Linked DNA regions of Ovis aries: region 2 is linked to region 1. Evidence: chromatin contacts called from public Hi-C data. All regions are on one chromosome and are shown on one strand. The core of a region is the stretch at or near the end of the contact, and the rest is flanking DNA. Distances in the headings are between cores, read along the strand shown. Region 1 has its middle 48 kb from the start of TRNAC-GCA. Region 2 overlaps ERGIC1 (endoplasmic reticulum-golgi intermediate compartment 1).

Evidence for each region. Hi-C and Micro-C count contacts between places; a contact is called where the count stands out from the background.
Region 2: a Hi-C map of muscle shows a contact between it and region 1, with 2.1 times the contacts expected there. The contact joins two enhancer-like sites. A contact is called at or near these places in 2 of 16 Hi-C or Micro-C datasets (muscle and tail adipose tissue).

The regions. Positions count from the first base shown.
Region 1 is chr16:4,653,973-4,658,273 of ARS-UI_Ramb_v3.0, reverse strand. No RefSeq gene overlaps it. Among named protein-coding and RNA genes, the nearest start is that of TRNAC-GCA, 48 kb to the left of the region's middle. Within about 2 kb of position 1,728, at least 7 of the 54 cell types and tissues checked have an H3K27ac peak or open chromatin away from gene starts, as enhancers often do. A contact at or near this core is called in muscle and tail adipose tissue, where this site is marked.
Region 2 is chr16:4,788,337-4,793,194 of ARS-UI_Ramb_v3.0, reverse strand. All of the region lies in intron 1 of ERGIC1 (endoplasmic reticulum-golgi intermediate compartment 1), which reads right to left. Among named protein-coding and RNA genes, the nearest start is that of ERGIC1, 25 kb to the right of the region's middle. Within about 2 kb of position 1,499, at least 34 of the 54 cell types and tissues checked have an H3K27ac peak or open chromatin away from gene starts, as enhancers often do. A contact at or near this core is called in muscle and tail adipose tissue, where this site is marked.

The sequences.
Region 1 (4,301 bases), core at 479-2,978:
CAGGGAGCGTGGGGCAGGGGTGAGCCTGCTGCTCAGGGAGACATGGGTGGTCACCCTGGAGAAGGGAGGGCAGACCTGCACACAGGTTTGGATGGTCTGGGCCACCTCCTCACATTCTGGGGGCCTGCAGGTCAGGCTGTCTGAGTGGGTGGGAGACCCTCTGTGGGGCAGATTGCTCGGTGTGCTCTGAGATGATGGCCGTGCCATGGTCAAAGGGGCGTGTTGCTGATGTCGGGGATATACGGTGCTCTTTTTCTGGCTCTGCCACTTCCTAACTGTGAGCTCAGGCAGCTTCCCTCGCCTCTCTGAGCCTCACTTTGCTGTTGTTTTTGTTTAGTCACTAAGTCATGTCTGACTCTTTGCAACCCCAGGGACTATATGTAGCCCCACCAGGCTCCTCTGTCCATGGGACTTCCCCAGCAAGAATACTGCAGTGGGTTGACATTGCCTTTCCAGGGGATCTTCCTGACCCGGGATTGAACCCACATTTGCACTGTGGGCAGGAGACCCCAGTTCAGTTCCTGGTTTGGGAACTGGATAGGGATAGGCTACCCACTCCAGTATTCTTGAGCTTCCCTGGTGGCTCAGATGGTCTCCCACAGTGCAGGAGACCTGGGTTTGATCCCTAGTTTGGGAAGATCTCCTGGAGGAACGCATGGCAACCCACTCCAGTATTCTTGTCTGGAGAATCCCCATGGACAGAGGAGCCTGGTCATCTACAGTCCATGGAATCGTAAAGACTCGCACACAACTGGACGACTAAGTACAATTCAGCTCCTGCGTTGCCAGGCAGGTTCTTTACCACTGAGCTACCAGGGAAGCCTCAGATTACCCTTCTGTAAAATGGAAGCAATCCCAGTCTCTATCTCTTAGGATTAAATTTGGAATCAATTGAAAACACATAAATCTCTGAGGGTGTGACAAGTGCTTGATAGATGATATTATGAAGGACCCCCACAGATGGACATGTGTCAGCCACGCCTCACTGCCTCTGCACGGCTGAGAAGAGGTATATTATGCCTCTGCAGAGCTGGGGAAACTGAGTCACTGGGCCAGGAGGTGCCTGGGTCAGGCTTCAGCCTGCGTCACAGGCCTGATGCTGGGAAAACCACTTGCAGCCACCTCCAGAAATGCTTTGGCCACAGTCTGCTGGCTTCAGGGCCTCCTTTCTTACCCCCACCATCAGCCAGCTCAGGCTGTTGACTCTCTTAAGTCATGTCCAACTCTTCGCGACCCCATGGACTGCAACATGCCAGTCTTCCCTGACCTTCACCATCTCCCGGAGTTTGCTCAAACTCATGCCCAGTGAGTCCATGATGCCATCCAACCATCTCATCCTGTCACCCCCTTCTCCTCCTGCCCTCAATCTTTCCCAGCATCAAGGTCCTTTCCAATCAGTTGGTTCTTCTCATCAGGTGGCCAAAGTACTGGAGCTTCAACTTTAGCATCAGTCCTTCCAGGTCAGGCTGGGTCCCCTAATATGCGTCTGAGGAGTGAAGCAGGCTTTGGAATGGACACTCATAGATCCTTATAGCTAGGGAAGCTGAGCCTGGGAGGGGGAGGTGATTTCCTTGGACCACGTAGCCGTGTGGGGGTAGGACCCTGACTTCACTATAGGGGCATCCATCAGAAAAAAACCCTGCTCTTGTGGTTGGACTCCCTCTGGGCTGGCTCACATCTCCAGTGCAGCCATGGGATCAAAGGCGAAGCTGCAGGAAGCCCTTCCCATCCCGACTTCCCTAGAACTAGGACACGCTTTGACGTCAGCACATCCACATTCCTGCCCTCCAGCCCCAGGGTGGGGGCACTGATTTCCTCCCACCAGCCTTGGCATCACAAACAGGAAGCTGGGTCATGTGGGTGGATAGGGCCAGGGCACAGGGAGGAGAGGGGCGGGAGTCCAATCTAGGCATCAGCTCCCAGCCTGGCACCCAAGGAGGGCCAGGGAGTCCTGTTACACTGTGTCCTCCGGGCCACACTGTTCCTCAGGCACTCTCAAGGGCCTTCAGTGACTCCGTCCTTTTTGGTCTTCACAAACTCCTGCATTCACTGATTACGACTCTTTCGTTGTTGTTCAGATGCTGTTGTGTTTGACTCATGGCAACCCCATGGACTGCAGCACCCCAGCCTTCCCTGTCCTTCACCATCTCCCAGAGTTTGCTCCAATTCATGTCCATTGAGTTGGTGATACCATACAACTATCCCATCCTCTGTCTTCCCCTTCTCTTCCCACTTTCAGTCTTTCCCAGCATCAGGGTCTTTTCCAGCGAGTCAGGTCTTTGCATCAGATGGCCAAAGTGTTTGAGCTTCAGTTTCAGCATCAATCTTTCCAGTGAATACTCAGGGTTGACTTCCTTTAGGTTGGATCTGGTTGCATCTTGAAGTCCAAGGGCCCAGTGAAGCCACTGACATGAGTGAGGGAGGGCTGTGGAGAACACCTTTCAGTTTTACCTCCATCAGTCAAGTGGCCTTTCTGAACGAAAATATAAAAAGTCTTCTCTAGCACCACAATTTATTTATTTATTTATTTTTATTTTTATTTTTTAGTTTTTATTTTTAAATTTTAAAATCTTTAATTCTTACATGCATTCCCAAACATGAACCCCCTCCCACCTCCCTCCCCATAACATCTTTCTGGGTCATCCCCATGCACCAGCCCCAAGCATGCTGCATCCTGCGTCAGACATAGACTGGCGATTCAATTCACATGATAGTATACATGTTAGAATGTCATTCTCCCAAATCATCCCACCCTCTCCCTCTCCCTCTGAGTCCAAAAGTCCGTTATACACATCTGTGTCTCTTTCCCTGTCTTGCATACAGGGTCGTCATTGCCATCTTCCTAAATTCCATATATATGTGTTAGTATACTGTATTGGTGTTTTTCTTTCTGGCTTACTTCACTCTGTATAATCGGCTCCAGTTTCATCCATCTCATCAGAACTGATTCAAATGAATTCTTTTAACGGCTGAGTAATATTCCATTGTGTATATGTACCACAGCTTTCTTATCCATTCATCTGCTGATGGACATCTAGGTTGTTTCCATGTCCTGGCTATTATAAACAGTGCTGCGATGAACATTGGGGTACATGTGTCTCTTTCAATTCTGGTTTCCTCGGTGTATGCCCAGAAGTGGGATTGCTGGGTCATAAGGTAGTTCTATTTGCAATTTTTAAGGAATCTCACACTGTTCTCCATAGTGGCTGTACTAGTTTGCATTCCCACCAACAGTGTAGGAGGGTTCCCTTTTCTCCACACCCTCTCCAGCATTTATTGCTTGCAGATTTTTGGATCGCAGCCATTCTGACTGGTGTGAAGTGGTACCTCATTGTGGTTTTGATTTGCATTTCTCTAATAATGAGTGATGTTGAGCATCTTTTCATGTGTTTGTTAGCCATCCGTATGTCTTCTTTGGAGAAATGTCTATTTAGTTCTTTGGCCCATTTTTGATTGGGTCGTTTATTTTCTGGAGTTGAGCTGCATAAGTTGCTTGTATATTTTTGAGATTAGTTGTTTGTCAGTTGCTTCATTTGCTATTATTTTCTCCCATTCAGAAGGCTGTCTTTTCACCTTGCTTATATTTTCCTTTGTTGTAGCACCACAATTTAAAAGCATAAATTTTCCAGCACGGAGCCTTCCTTATGGTCCAACCCTCACATCCATACGTGACTACTGGAAAAACCATAGCTTCGACTAGACGGACCTTTGTTGGTAAAGTGTTGTCTCTGGTTTTTAATATGCTGTCTAGGATGGTCATAGTTTCTCTTCCAAGGAGCCAGTGTCTTTTAATTTTGTGGCTGCAGTGATTTTGGAATCCAAGAAAAGAAAATCTGTCATTGTTTCCACTTTTCCACCATCTATTTGCCATGAAGTGATGGTGTCAGATGCCATGATCTTCGTTTTTTGAATGTCGAGTTTTAAACAGCTTTTCCACTCTGTTCTTTCACCTTCATCAAGAGGCTCTTTAGTTTTTCTTCGCTTTCTGCCATTAGGGTGGTATCATCTGCATATCTGAGGTTGTTGATATTTCTCCCAACAATCTTGATTCCAGCTTTTGCTTCATCCAACCCGGCGTCTCACATGATGTACTCTGCTTAAAATGACGGTTTTTACTGACGAACAGTAATGGCTGCCCTGGATTCAGCACTTACTCTGGCCTCGTGCTTTATGTCTCTCACTTAATTCTCATAATCCTCTTATTTTCATTTAACAGATGAGGAAACTAAGGCATTGGCAGGGTAAGTTAAGTAGGTCTGCAGCAGCGGGGAGTGGGCAGGGCAGGCATGTGGACCCTGGGT
Region 2 (4,858 bases), core at 250-2,749, 140 kb before region 1:
TGGTCACCCAGCATCAGTGCCCACACAGCTGGAGCATGGGGAGCAGGGATGGTGCAGGACGAGCTTGGCGGTGACGGGGGAGGGCGGGTCTCGCAGGCCCCTGCGGGCGGGGGAAGGCCTCTACTGTCCTCAGCAGTGGCTGTGCAGCGGCGCGCTGAGCGCCCAGGAGGGCGGACCCCATCTCACCCTGAGTGACCCCGGCGGTCAGCGACAGCGCCAGGTTCCGGCTGAGGTTGGCCTGGCCTCCGCCTGCCCCAGCCAGGCCCTTCCTCCTCCACACAGCACCGGCCCAGGCCCTCAGGCAGGGCTCCAAACGCTGTGGAACTCAGGGTCTGGCTCTGGAGTATGTTTTTGTGCTCAGTGAGACACACGGGTGCGGCCGACACCCTGGCTCTGTGCTCACCCAAGAGCACTCTGGGTCTCTCGGTCTGAAAGGACCTGAGCCCTGGATGCACGCAGGCACCAGCTCCCACACAAGCCGGGCTCGATTCTGCCACTCGAGCCTCGGGGCGGTCTGCTGCTTTCTCAGCTCTGCGATTCGTACGCTCTCGCTCCCATTTCTTTCTCTAACAAGTTCACAGCCATGCAGCTTGGCGCAGTTAGGGCCGAGACTGGGGAGCCAGGAAGCCTGGGTTCAGTCCCGCCTCTGCCACTAGCCAGCTGTCCCTGGGTAAGTTAGCTAGCTCCAGATGTATCTTAAGAATCAGGTGGGTTTCACTTTATTCATTATTATTATGGTTTTATGACCTTGCTATGCAGGACCTTAGTGCCCTGACCAAGGACAGGACCCAGACCCCCTGCACGGAGTGCATGGACTCAACCACTAGACCACCAGGGAAGGCCTAGCTCCTGAAACGCACAGCGTTCATAATGACAGACCCTGCACCACCTCACAGCAATGGCTGAGATGAAATCAGTTAAGAGATGCGAGAAGGCCATGCAGGTGCCCTGAGACCTCTCCTTGGGGTTAGCTCTGCCCGTCACCAGCATGAGGGCCAAGTAGGTCGGCCTGCCTGGCCCTTCGGAGTATCAGCCCCACTGCCGCACACAGCAGGGGGACCCTGTCCTCGTCCCCCCTCCGAGGACACCGACGAGTCTGCTTCACCTGTCTCTCTCCTCCCTGGCATGCAGGGGCCTGGTCCTGAATAAACGCTGTTTGTTGAAAGAATGAATAAGGAATTAACAAACACGTAGGAGCGTGGGGTGGGTAAATGTACGTCAAAGGTAAGATTGAAAACTTGTAATTACTCAGGACAAACACTGTGAACAGCACTTCTGGCAGAGCTGGGGGATGAAGACAAGGCCTGAGGCACAGCACTGCTGAAAGGCAAGAAACACCGCGGGAACAGGGGCAGACATAACCGAGCCAACAAACAGTAAAGAACCCCAAAGGACTGGCTCCCACATCCAGGAACCACCACCTACTGGCTGTGCTGTGGTCTTGGCAAGGCCACCGTGTCCAGCTGGGCAGGCTGTCCTGCCCAAGGACACCTGACCAAGGCACGGGGTGAGGGCTGGAGTCTCGCCCACGCTCAGTCAGAAGAGGTTTCAGGGCTGTATCAGGCTCCAGGGGCCCTACTCAAGGGGCTTTTAACATGACTCCCCTCAGAGGTGGCAGACAGGTGGCCAGGAGCCCCTGGAAACCTGCCCAAGTGCTCCACACCTCCATCCCCACCTGCAAAGTGGAGCCAAGGAGCGCCGCTGGGCCTCACCAGGCGGGCGGGCGATACTTGTCCATCTCCACGCGCTCTGCGCCCAGGGCCTAGAACAACGCCTGGCACACAGTAGGCAATTAGTACATTTGCTGAACACACGAGTGAATGAACGGGCTAAGGCACCCCCAGACTCTTTCCCTACAGGTGGCCTGTATGTGACTCAGGCCCTGATGGATGCAGGGGGCTCAGACTGAACCCTAGTACACTCGCCCCCCCCGCCCCCCAGTCGGGAAGAAAGGCAGAGAGGGCGAGGCTAATTGGGGGCTGGAATGCTCTTTTTTCAGTCAGCTGGGAAAGGCGATAAGGAGGTGGCCATGGGAATCCGGGGACTGGGAGTGGGGGAGGGACGGCCCATTCACACAGTGCAGGGAGGTTAAGGTCTGGCCCCAGCGGAATGCAGGCTGGGTGTGGGGCTGGGCCTGGGAGCAAAGTTCCTGAATGACTGGCTGGCCGGGTCAGGGCCCCAGTTCCCTCTTGGGAACCTGCACAGCCAAGAGCAGTGTTTCATCAAAACAGGAAAAATCATAGAGGAAAAATGCACAAGTAAGGGCACTGGTATTTACAGGGAACGGCCCTGCCTCAACCCGAGGCCTGAAAGATAAATTGAGGGGCGGGGGGAGACACAGAGGGGGGCTGGATATGCATGGGAGCAGAGCCGTCCCTGATAAGGTCACCCGCTGTCCCCAGGCCTGGGGGAGCCTGGGAAGCGATGAATGGGGCCTGGGCTACATGGCAGGAGCAGGCGCCGATGTGAGCTTCAGAAGTCACAACCTCAGGGAGGTTCTCCTGGCGCCAGGACCTCCTGACCGGGTGCTGCCACCCAAAGTGCTTCGGAAACAGGGACGTGCTCTCCCAGGTGTTACTTACAGGCAGGAAGTACAGACCTTGCCCCAAACCTGGCACGTAGGAGCCTCGGGATCCTGGGCAGATCCCTCACCAGCGCCCAACCCTCTTTGCTTTCTTTGGACAATAGGGCACACCCACCCTGGACCACAGGGCGCTTGGAAGGTCAGCTGAGAGCATGAACTTGGACCTGCTGGGCACACAATAGGTTTTCCCTGGGTTCCTCTGAGCCACCTTGACCACCAGCGTCACCACTGTGACAGGCGGTGATTCGGCAAAGGCTCCTGGGCCCCACCCCAAACTTCCGGGACACACGGTCCTGGCCTCTGACTTTTTTCTGTATCAACACAAGGACTCTGGTCTTGCCAAGTGCAAGTCGTGAGTGGCTCCTCTAGTGTGTGATGAAAGTCACCACCCTCACCTGGACGCTGAAGGAGGCTCTGACGTGAGCTATTCACGAAGACCTGCTTAGAAAGCTTCAAGGGGCAAAGACTTCTCTAGGATAAAGGTCACCCTCCCAGCTGTGCCCTGCGAGGCCCTAGCGGCCTGGCCCGGCTGAGCCCTCCCATCTGGGGTCTTCCGGGCTCTGCCCCGCAGACACCTGCACCCGGACAATGTTCCCTCCCTGCAGGGCCCGCGCCCATGCTGACCCCTCCACCTGGGCCTCCCCGCAGTGATCCCGAAGCATCTTTCAGAAAGCTACTCAAGCATCACTGCTGTGAGGTTTCCCCTGACCTCTAGAAGAGCCCCCGTGTTCTTCCTTTCTCATAGCAGCTGATAAGTACAAATTTTATTGGATGCTTGATTTAGTCGCTGAAAATGGAGACTCCATGACAGGAGGAGCTATATCCCTCCCGTTCACCACTGCTCCCCACCCCCAGCGCCCAGCACAACCACCAGCATAATGTGTACATAACGAGAGAGCGAATGGACGAGTGACTGAACAGCCCAGGGTATGAAAAATGAAATGGGAAGTAAAGCAAAGAGCAGATGGAGAGCCCCGGACTTTATTACCACCACGCTAGGAGCTATAAAGGAAGAAGGAAGGAACAGGAGGTGGGAACTCAGTCATACCTGAGGGCTGCCTGGGGTCCTGGGGGCTGAGGGGACCCCCGGAGGAGGCGGTTGGGCACCAGCTGGCCATGGTGGAGTGTTTGCTGACAATTCATGCACCATTTCACCCTGCCTCACACAGCGCCTGGCGCTGGGCGGTAGTGAGGGTTACTAGCCTATTGTTACAGATGAGGAAACTGAGGCCCACGGGGATGAAGGACCTGCCCGGGATCCCACAGCTGGGAGGGGGTGGAGTCAGGGCTGTGACTACTCACTGCCGCACACAAGGAACAGTCCAGACCCTAGTCCAGTTCTAGACTCAAGGGGGGAAGTCTCTCACGCCTAGCATCCCTGCAAGAAAGTGAAACAAATTTCTTAGTATCTCCCTGAAACTGCTGGACTAGAGATGCGTATGCTTTTTAGCAGATCAGGATGGTAAGAGGGGATGGACTGGGCTCTCCATGCCATCAGCTGAAGAACCTACCCCAGCCAAGTTCAATGCCAAGCGTCTCATCTGCATCAGTCCATTTAATCCTCAGAACAGCCCTTGGAAGCAGGCATTATCCTTAGGACCATTTTACAGATGAGGAAACTGAATTTACGAGTTCCCGTTACTCCTAATCTAAGACGCTTAACGCATTGCAGATACTCTCCTTAGTGTATTTTTCTAGTGAAATTCAACGTACATCAGTGTGTTCCTCAGGCCCACGAGTGGCCTTGGGGCCCCAGTGCTGTGTCCCAAACGCTTTCTGATTCTCCATCTGTGAATTTCCTGCTTGGGGGTTTTCAGGGGCTCCAACCCTTGGCCCTAGTTCCCATGGTGGCCCACAGGTCTGCCATGTGAGGCACTTTTATATGCAGAGCTTCGGTCTCAGGTAAGCCTCCACAGTCTGTTTTCAGTCTCCTTGAGGGTGTGAAGGAGAATTCCTCCATCAGGAAGAACAGTCCGCACTGTTTTGGGAAACATACTAACACAAGCCAGTGGCTCTCAGCTCCCGTCTGCCCATGCCCCAGGTAGCTTTTACATTCACTTGATCCCCTTCTCCTTCCTAAGAACCATCCCTGCTCAAGAGCCCGCCACGGCTCCCCAATGCCTGATGCTACAGACGCAATCCCCTCCGCCAGGTTCCTCCAGGTGGTCCACACTCGGGCCCACCTCCCCGCCCCGCTGCGTCCCTTGCCCTTTCCCACACTGCTGCCCCTGCCTCCAGTCTCACCAGGCCACGGAGCCCCTTGGCCAGAGTGTC